Linked DNA regions of Capra hircus: regions 1 and 3 are each linked to region 2. Evidence: chromatin contacts called from public Hi-C data. All regions are on one chromosome and are shown on one strand. The core of a region is the stretch at or near the end of the contact, and the rest is flanking DNA. Distances in the headings are between cores, read along the strand shown. Region 1 has its middle 21 kb from the start of TARBP1. Region 2 has its middle 9.5 kb from the start of IRF2BP2. Region 3 has its middle 40 kb from the start of TARBP1.

Region 1 (2,700 bases), core at 199-2,698, 100 kb before region 2:
AGTACATCATGAGAAATGCTGGGCTGTAGGAAGCACAAGCTGGAATCAAGATTGCCAGGAAAATATCAAAATCTCAGATATGCAGATGACACCACCCTTATGGCAGAAAGCGAAGGACTAAAGAGCCTCTTGATGAAAGTGAAAGAGGAGAGTGAAAAAGCTGGCTTAAAACTCAACATTAAGAAGACAAAGATCATGGCGCCCAGTCCCAACACTTCATGGCAAATAGATGGGGAAACAATGGAAACAGTGAGAGACTTTATTTTCTTTGGCTCCAAAATCACTGCAGATGGTGACTGCAGCCATGAAATTAAAAGACACTTGCTCCTTGGAAGAAAAGCTCTGACCAACCTAGACAGCATATTAAAAAGCAGAGACATTACTTTGCCAACAAAGGGTCCTTTATTCAAAGCTATGGTTTTTCCAGTAGTCATGTATGGATGTGAGAGTTGGACTATAAAGAAGGCTGAGTGTCAAAGAAACAATGCTTTTGAATTGCGGTGCTGGAGAAGACGCTTGAGAATCCCTCGAACTGCAAGGAGCTCAAATCAGTCAATCCTAAAGGAAACCAACCCTGAATATTCATTGGAAGGACTGATGCTGAAGCTGAAGCTCCAATACTTGGCCACCTCGTTAGAAAAGATCCTGATGGTGGAAAAGATTGAAGGCAGAAGGAGAAGGGGACAACAGAGTACGAGATGGTTGGATGGTATCACCGACTCAATGGACATGAATTTGAGGAAGCTCTGCGAGATGGTAAAGGACAGGGAAGCCTGGCGTGCTGCAGTCCAAGGGGTCGCAAATAGTTGGACACGACTGAGCAACTGAACAAAATTGCTCCTTCCGTGAAATGACTGCAGATCAATGGTGTAAAAGCCCGGATGGTGCCCGCAATGTCACCTCCTGGCCACCAGATGGCGCGCGGCATCCACAGTGCACTTGCGCGGCCTCTGCCTGCCCCAGCGCTGGCCCGGGGCCCAGAGGAAATGTGTTTGTGTGTCTCCTCTTAGGGAGCGCCCTGCAACGTTTTTACACTTTACAAAGCTCATCGGCAGAGGAGCATGTGAAACGGCACACGGCACAGCTGTGCTCTTCCTGTCCTGTCCCTCGCGGGGACACGTCAGCAGCATTTCCCCTTGTCTGTAGAATTTCGGAGCCTTCTTGCCCATTTGTTCTCAGAACTGGAGCTAGACGCGGGGAGGACTTTGCTTCCATTTTGAAACCCACAATCCTGCTGGAAAAGAAGAGGAAAAAAATATCCCAAGATTGTGTATGAGGGCAGGCACGTTGCTGGCGTGAAAACAAACTGCCAAAACTTTGTTACTCTGGTATTCTGTCAGCTAACACAGTGGGGTGGAAGATTTTGACGTCATCCCAGACCTCAGCCCCAAAGAGTTAATGATGTTACTCATGCCACTGGGGCCGGGAAGAAAGACTCGCGTTTTGGGGTGGTTGCTGCTTGCCCAGAGCTGTGGAATGAGCTGTGAGGCTGAAGGCCAAGGGACTTGGGCCACCCATGCAGTGAAATAATCCCCCAGAAATGCGCTGCCTGGAGTGGAAATGAACAGTCATTCCAGGGCATTTACTAAATATTACGGACAATCATTCAGGCTACAGTTGGTTGGACTCTCAACACTGCAAATCTCACATTTGGGATACATTACGCAGATAGCAGGAAATAATCGAAATCAAACAATGGTCAAGTTCTGGGTCATAAGCAGTGAAGCCTCTTCTTATTTTCTGTTCCAATAGCAATGTATAATTAATAACCTAGTTTTTGACTGGAAGGAATATTTCAATATATGGGTGATGCTTTCAGAAGGGCCTCAGCGAGTCACTTTTTATTTCCTTCTTTCTCTTTCTGAAGTAGGGCCCTGAAAGGGAAGACAAAGGCAATATTCAAATATGACCTACATTTTTGACCCAATCAGAAACGTGTGTGAATCAAGACAAGCAAAACCTTGGCACCTACTCTTTGTCTGGCACCCTGTCCCATGTCTGAAAAGTACTTTATTATTTCATCTTCCTGACAACGACTTAGTATTTGGCATTGCCCCAGGTTTTCAGATGAGAAATCTGGGCTCAGAGAGGTTAAGTCGCTCGCCAGAAGTCACACAGCCAGTAAATGCGAGAGCTAGAAAATAGACACAGGTATTTTGGACTTGAAGGCCTGGGTTTGTTCTCCTTCGTCAAGGCATTTCATAGACTCACAGAACCTTTGAGTTAGGAGAGGTCTGGGAGGTCATTTAGATAAACCCTCTAAATCATGCAATAATCCCTTCCGCACTGTTCTCTATAATTGTAAATATAAATGTGCCTGGAATCAAAAGCTGAAGCTTAGAAAGAAATAAGAGCAAGACTTCAGAATGCAGACAGAGGGCCTAAATAAATGGAATAGATTTTGTTTCAATTTTATTTAAATATTTTTAAAAATGGATAATACACACAAGTGGGATGGTCATAATATTCTCAAGTGCCTCTGTGCTATAACTAAAAATGATGCAGAGGAATGCTACTATCTCAAAACACCTTTCTGAACCAGAAAGCTAACTTTCTGGTGAAAAGCTCCCCCTCTATACTGGAGGCAGGTAACTGCAGGCGTGAGGGTAGGGGACTGGCCTCAGGCCACACAGCAAGCCGGTGGCCGAGCTAGAAATAGAACTGATGGCTGTGTGTCCTAGCTCTGCCCTGCCACCTCAC
Region 2 (2,700 bases), core at 8-2,507:
AGCAGAGCAGGCTGTGAGTACATCGCTACTGTGTCAAGAAAAACAGGCTCCAGCCAGAATAACTTCCTAGGAATCAAATTTCCACCGAAAAGGCTTCCAGGTTCCTCGATAAAATATATAAGGAGTGGACTGTTTTGTATGATTTCCATCTCAAGCTTCTAAACTGGTTTTTGTGCCTGCTATCTAGAAAGAAAAATATGTTGATGAAGGCAGTCTTTTAGTAGGGTTGTGTCTAGGTATTCTTAAGCCTGGAGCAAAGATTTAATTTTTTTTTAGATTCCTGTCTATCTTCTGCAATTCTTTCTTAAACAATGTCCGAAAATGTTATACAACTCTTAGATCACAGTGAAGCTCCTAGGCCCCTGCCCCAAGGCTAGTAATGAAGAGTCATTTTGTTAAAAGGATGGGCTCATGCTTATTATTATTTTGGAAGATACTGCTACAGAGTATTAAATTCAATAATTAACAAAAATTAGAAGTTAATTAATTGGTGGCACCTCAAGGGCCCACTAGTAGAAAAAAAATTTTTCTAAGGTATAAGTTTTTCTCTAAAAAGACGACTCTCTTTTAGCAGTCAGTTGTTACAGACTTAATCTGGCTTGGTAGTACCCACAGGAGCACACCCTGAGATTTACTTAATAAATACATTTGTATTAACGTGTACCGTGCATCAGTGTTTTTTGCTAATACAGTTGCCCCTTAAGCATGAGTGCTTACTCCACCAGCATGGAACATTTGCCTTATTATAGCCACAGTCTTTAAAAAAAAAAAAAAAGGCAGCATCATGATTTCCAAAATGGGAGTGACATTTGGGGCCGCTCTTGTCATGTGCCATCTCCAACTTAAGACAAATCTACCCTGTACTGGTTGGCCCGCGTAAGGACCCTCGCAGGCGGCAGGCACGGCTGTTGCCGACGAGCGTTTGATCTTTTCTGGGCAGCCGAGGGCTCGCCACACCCCTGGGCTGGCTCCCGGGTCGCTTGCTCGGCCTCGCTCAGCAGGAGCCAGACCTTTTACTTTATTTGGTCCATCACGAGGTGACCGTCCAGGGAGCGCGCTGGCGGCAACGCACGGCCTCGCGCCCGCACATTCCTCCCAGGAACGCCGGCGGGGGGCGCGAGGGCTCAGGCTCGGCAGGGCCGCAGCTCCCCTCTAATTATAGCCGCTGCAGCTGGCTCGCCCTTGGGCCTGGCGCTCAGTGCGGGATGGGCCAGGGAGGCCTTGCGGGGCGGGTGCGCCGCCGCTGCTTCCGGGTCCGGGCCCGGCCCCGCCCCGCCATGGGCCCGCCCCCGGCCCTCTGGCCCCGCCCCGGCCCCGCCCGCCGCCGGGTCCCGCCGCGGGGTCGCGCGGAGCCACGTGCGCAGATAGCGGCGCGGGGAGCGGCGCTGTGCCGTTTGTGCTGCCCGGGAAAAAGTTCTAGAATAAATAAATACGGGCGCGGCGTGAGTCAGGGTGCAGCACTGGAAACCACAGCAAGGTCTCCTCGTGGGCGAAGGCCTTTACGCAGGCGGCTGGAGAGTCCGGGAGCCTCCGCCCCTTTCCTTCCCCTCGAGTCAACAGGGCTTGGCTGAACCGGCGGTTGTTTTCTTCCTTTTAAAAAACGCCATTCTGAGCAACCATAAAAAGTGGAAAAAGATCTACAGTTTCACAGTTACGACCTAGCTCCCATATTTTCAACCGGCCTCTTGATTTACATGAAGAAAATGGTGTCCCGTGGCCCCTTTGGTGCGTGATGGCTGCCCGTTGGACCTAATTAAAGCGCCTTGAGTATAGGCTTGTGTTCCTATGTCAGAATTCCACCAAAGTTCCGGATGTAAGCTCCGGAAGAGAGTCGGTTCTCTATAGAAGAATTTAGCTCTGACTATACTTTCCAACTCCTGGAAAGAAACCAACTCACCGTTAAGTCTTGTCGGTACGCGCCCTTCATCCAGAAAACACGCACCCTACCTTCGGCATCGACTGGAACTCCAAGGACGGTGGGGGCTATGGCCTCTCAGCTGTTCAAAGCCTAGAGTAATGTGCCTCCTTAATAGGTGTTAAATAATAACAGCGACAGCCCATATGGTGCTTGTTAAGACAGTAGTATTCCAAAACTTCCCTAATGACTGTGACCCTCCTGTGAAATTCTGATTTCAATTGTATGTGAGTTACAATAAATCTTTATCTTTTATCACCGAAAAAAAGCTAATCAAATTGCTGTTTGGAGGCTGGAGTAACAACTTGGGTTAAGGCATGCAGCAGCCTCTTTCTACTTTGCAGCTCTCTCACGCTGTAGAGAACATGAAGGGCCCAAGGCCAAGGCTGTGTGTAAAGAAATGCTGATTTATTCAAGTCCTAGACAATCCTTACTCCTACGTTTCACTTCTCTGCACAACTCTCACTGGTACGGTTTAATATTTTAAAATCCTACGATAAAGGAAAATAAAGCTCAGTGATTTTGAGCTTAAAAATAATTTGAGTTAAAAATAAAAGTAATTTGAGTTACAAAAACTCTTTCCATACATTAAAATAAATTTAGGCCCTTCGCTCCGGGGAAATGTTTCAGGATTTTTGTTTTTCTTGGCGAGATCGCCACATTTACAGTGCAAAATATTCTGCTTGCACTGTCACAGGAAAACTGTTTTCTAAATGGCAGAGAAATATACGACCCAAATATTTGTCTGCTAAAGTTGCTACCTGAGTACACAGCAAAATGTGACT
Region 3 (2,700 bases), core at 141-2,640, 81 kb before region 2:
ATTCACAGAGTCCAAAATTTTCAGTGACACAGCCAACCCCCACCTCCACCCCCCTGCCACGTTGGGGGGATGCCTGTTGTATATCCATGTACACTAGTAGGTAGGTACCTTTAGTCCCTAAGTCTTGTCCAACTCTTTCCGACCCTGTGGGCTGTATGCTGCCAGGCTCCTCTGTCCGTGAGATTTCCCAGGCAAGAATACTTGAAGTGGGTTGCCATTTCTTTCTCCAGGGGATCTTCCTGACCCAGGTATGGAACTTGGTCTTTTGCACTGCAGGCAGACTGTTTGCCAACTGAGCCACCAGGTAAGCCCCTTGTGTACACTAACAATGACTTGAGAACAATAGTTGCATATATATTAATAAAGGTAGGCCATTAAGTTTAAGTGGGTCTTTATCCAGCCCTAATTCTGGTTTCAGTTCATAGCATATCTGTGAAGTTTTTTTAGTTATTACTGTGATGTAAGCTTCCTGAAACCAAGAAGTGTTATCAGTGTTGTTCAAAGCTGTATACTCAGCAAACTCAACAGTCCCTGGATCATAGGCAATGCTCAAAAATACTTCCTGAGTGACTGAATTTGTATACGTGGCAGCCACTGGGATAGAAGGTGGCTATTGAAAAATTGAGAGCTACTTTGTTTCCAAAATAATTTCAGTGGACTAAAAGCCGAAACAGCAGAAATACCACAGGCGTCAAAAGTTTTGTGGGTTTTTCTTGTAATGATTTTTATCCCCAAGGGGGTAAAAGAAACCCCTAAAATCTGTGTAGGGAACACAAAGCAAGCAAATTCCCCCTTAAAACATGTCTATAGTAATAGCTTTCTCCGGGCTCCACGGGAAAGGTCCCTCAGAGGACCGTAGCAGCTCCCCCATCTTGGGAGTGGCCTGGACAAATCAGTACAACAGAGACCCAATAGGCAACACACCAAAGAAACTGTAACGGCGGATGGAAGGGACTTCCGGGGTCCTCCTGGCCGAAGGCAGCGTGTCCATCCGCAGGTGGAACGCATGTGCGCGGTCGGTGTGCGGTTTGTGATTCGCCTGTATCCCTGCCGCTGCGGAAGTGAGCTCAACAGCAAAAAAAAAAACAAACCCAAAAACAAACAGAAACTTTGCTGTGGTTTCTGAACACTGGGGTTTCCATAGGTGACCCAAGAGGTTTTGTAACTTCCACATGAAGCTATTTGCCAAATGACTCACTCCAGAGCCGGAGAAAGATTGATCCACCCCCGTCAGCCTCCTCTCTGTTGTCATGACCGCCAGAGAGACACTGGGGAAGGAAAATGGGGATATTCCAGTTTTTCCTGTGTTCCAGTCTCTCAGCTCCAGTCCCTCTGCAGGGAAAGGAAAACTCTGGGTACCAGGTTCGTTTAGCTGATCCTTGGTGCGGTGAGGCCAGCCCTCGCCTCTTCTGTCACTTCTCCAGGTACTAAGGACCCCAGGGAGCTCTGGCCAGCGTAGTGAAAGTGAAGTTGCTCAGTCGTGTCCGACTCTTTGCGACCCCATGGACTGTAGCCTACCTGGCTCCTCTGTCCATGGGATTTTCCAGGCAATAGTACTGGAGTGGATTGCCATTTCCTTCTCCAGGGGATCTTCCCGACCCAGGGATCGAACCCGGGTCTCCTGCATCATAGACATACGCTTTACCGTCTGAGCCACCAGCTGGGTCCCCCTGCCCCTCGGTCAGGCACCCCGTGTGCACGTCTGTGTCCATGAGTGTGTGCAGGAGGAATGTTCGAGGAAGTCCAGGCGTGACTCTATAAACAGTTTCTCACTCTTCAGTTGGTAGACCAATCCTTTAGGGACCATTCTCCTGCCTGAGAATGTTTGCATCTGGAATATAGTGATCGTGAAAAACACTAGGTCCTCTTCTCAGAGATCAGTCAAACCCTCTCTGCACCGCAGCCATGAGAATGCCACCATTCCTTTTTTTTTTTTTTTTTTTGCCTTTGCTGGGTCTTTGTTGTGGCATTCAGGCTTTTCTCTAGTTGCAGCGCCTGAGGTTCTCTTGTGGAGCATGGGCTCAGTGGTTGTGGCTCCGGGGCTGAGTTGCCACCTGGCATGAGGAGTCTTAGTTCCTCCCCCAGGGATGGAATCCATGTCCCCTGCACTGGAACGTGGATTCGAACCATTGGATCATCAGGGAAGTCCCCCGTTCTTTTGTGCTGCTTCTGTCTTTTCCCTGCAGTCATGCCCTGTGGTTGGACTGCTTGCTAGACCTAGGTGCCCCCAGCCAGGGCTGTAGGTCACTGAAAGCAGAATTTGGGGTTCCCCAGCTAGGATAGGCTGGCTCCACCCTCTATAAGGGATCAATGTTGATATGTAGCCCCATCAAGGTGTAGGTCATCTGTGTTGTTTCCACCGGTCGGTCTCCTTGTCTGCAGCTGCCCTTCCTTTTCACCAAGACCAGATGTTGATGACTTGCTAACTGCAAAGGTTTGTCCTTCTAAATGGTCTCCTGGGACTTCCCTGGTGATCCAGTGGTTAAGATTTCACCTCCCATTGCAGTGGGGGCAGGTTCAATTCCTAGTCGGGGAGCTGAGATCCCACATGCCTCTTGGCCAAGAAAACAAAACATAAAAACAGAAACAACATTGCAACAAATTCAATAAAGACTTCACAAATGGTCCACATCCAAGAAGACCCTTTAAAAAACAATCAAGTAAATTCTTTTATGAATTCTGTCTGGTGAAGTTCTCTAT

What was found. Hi-C and Micro-C count contacts between places; a contact is called where the count stands out from the background.
Region 1: a Hi-C map of liver shows a contact between it and region 2, with 4 times the contacts expected there. The contact joins two enhancer-like sites. A contact is called at or near these places in 2 of 5 Hi-C or Micro-C datasets (blood and liver).
Region 3: a Hi-C map of liver shows a contact between it and region 2, with 2.1 times the contacts expected there. The contact joins two enhancer-like sites. A contact is called at or near these places in 2 of 5 Hi-C or Micro-C datasets (blood and liver).

The regions. Positions count from the first base shown.
Region 1 is chr28:38,062,084-38,064,783 of ARS1.2, reverse strand. No RefSeq gene overlaps it. Among named protein-coding and RNA genes, the nearest start is that of TARBP1, 21 kb to the left of the region's middle. Within about 2 kb of position 1,448, at least 5 of the 5 cell types and tissues checked have an H3K27ac peak or open chromatin away from gene starts, as enhancers often do.
Region 2 is chr28:37,962,113-37,964,812 of ARS1.2, reverse strand. No RefSeq gene overlaps it. Among named protein-coding and RNA genes, the nearest start is that of IRF2BP2, 9.5 kb to the right of the region's middle. Within about 2 kb of position 1,257, at least 5 of the 5 cell types and tissues checked have an H3K27ac peak or open chromatin away from gene starts, as enhancers often do.
Region 3 is chr28:38,043,416-38,046,115 of ARS1.2, reverse strand. No RefSeq gene overlaps it. Among named protein-coding and RNA genes, the nearest start is that of TARBP1, 40 kb to the left of the region's middle. Within about 2 kb of position 1,390, at least 3 of the 5 cell types and tissues checked have an H3K27ac peak or open chromatin away from gene starts, as enhancers often do.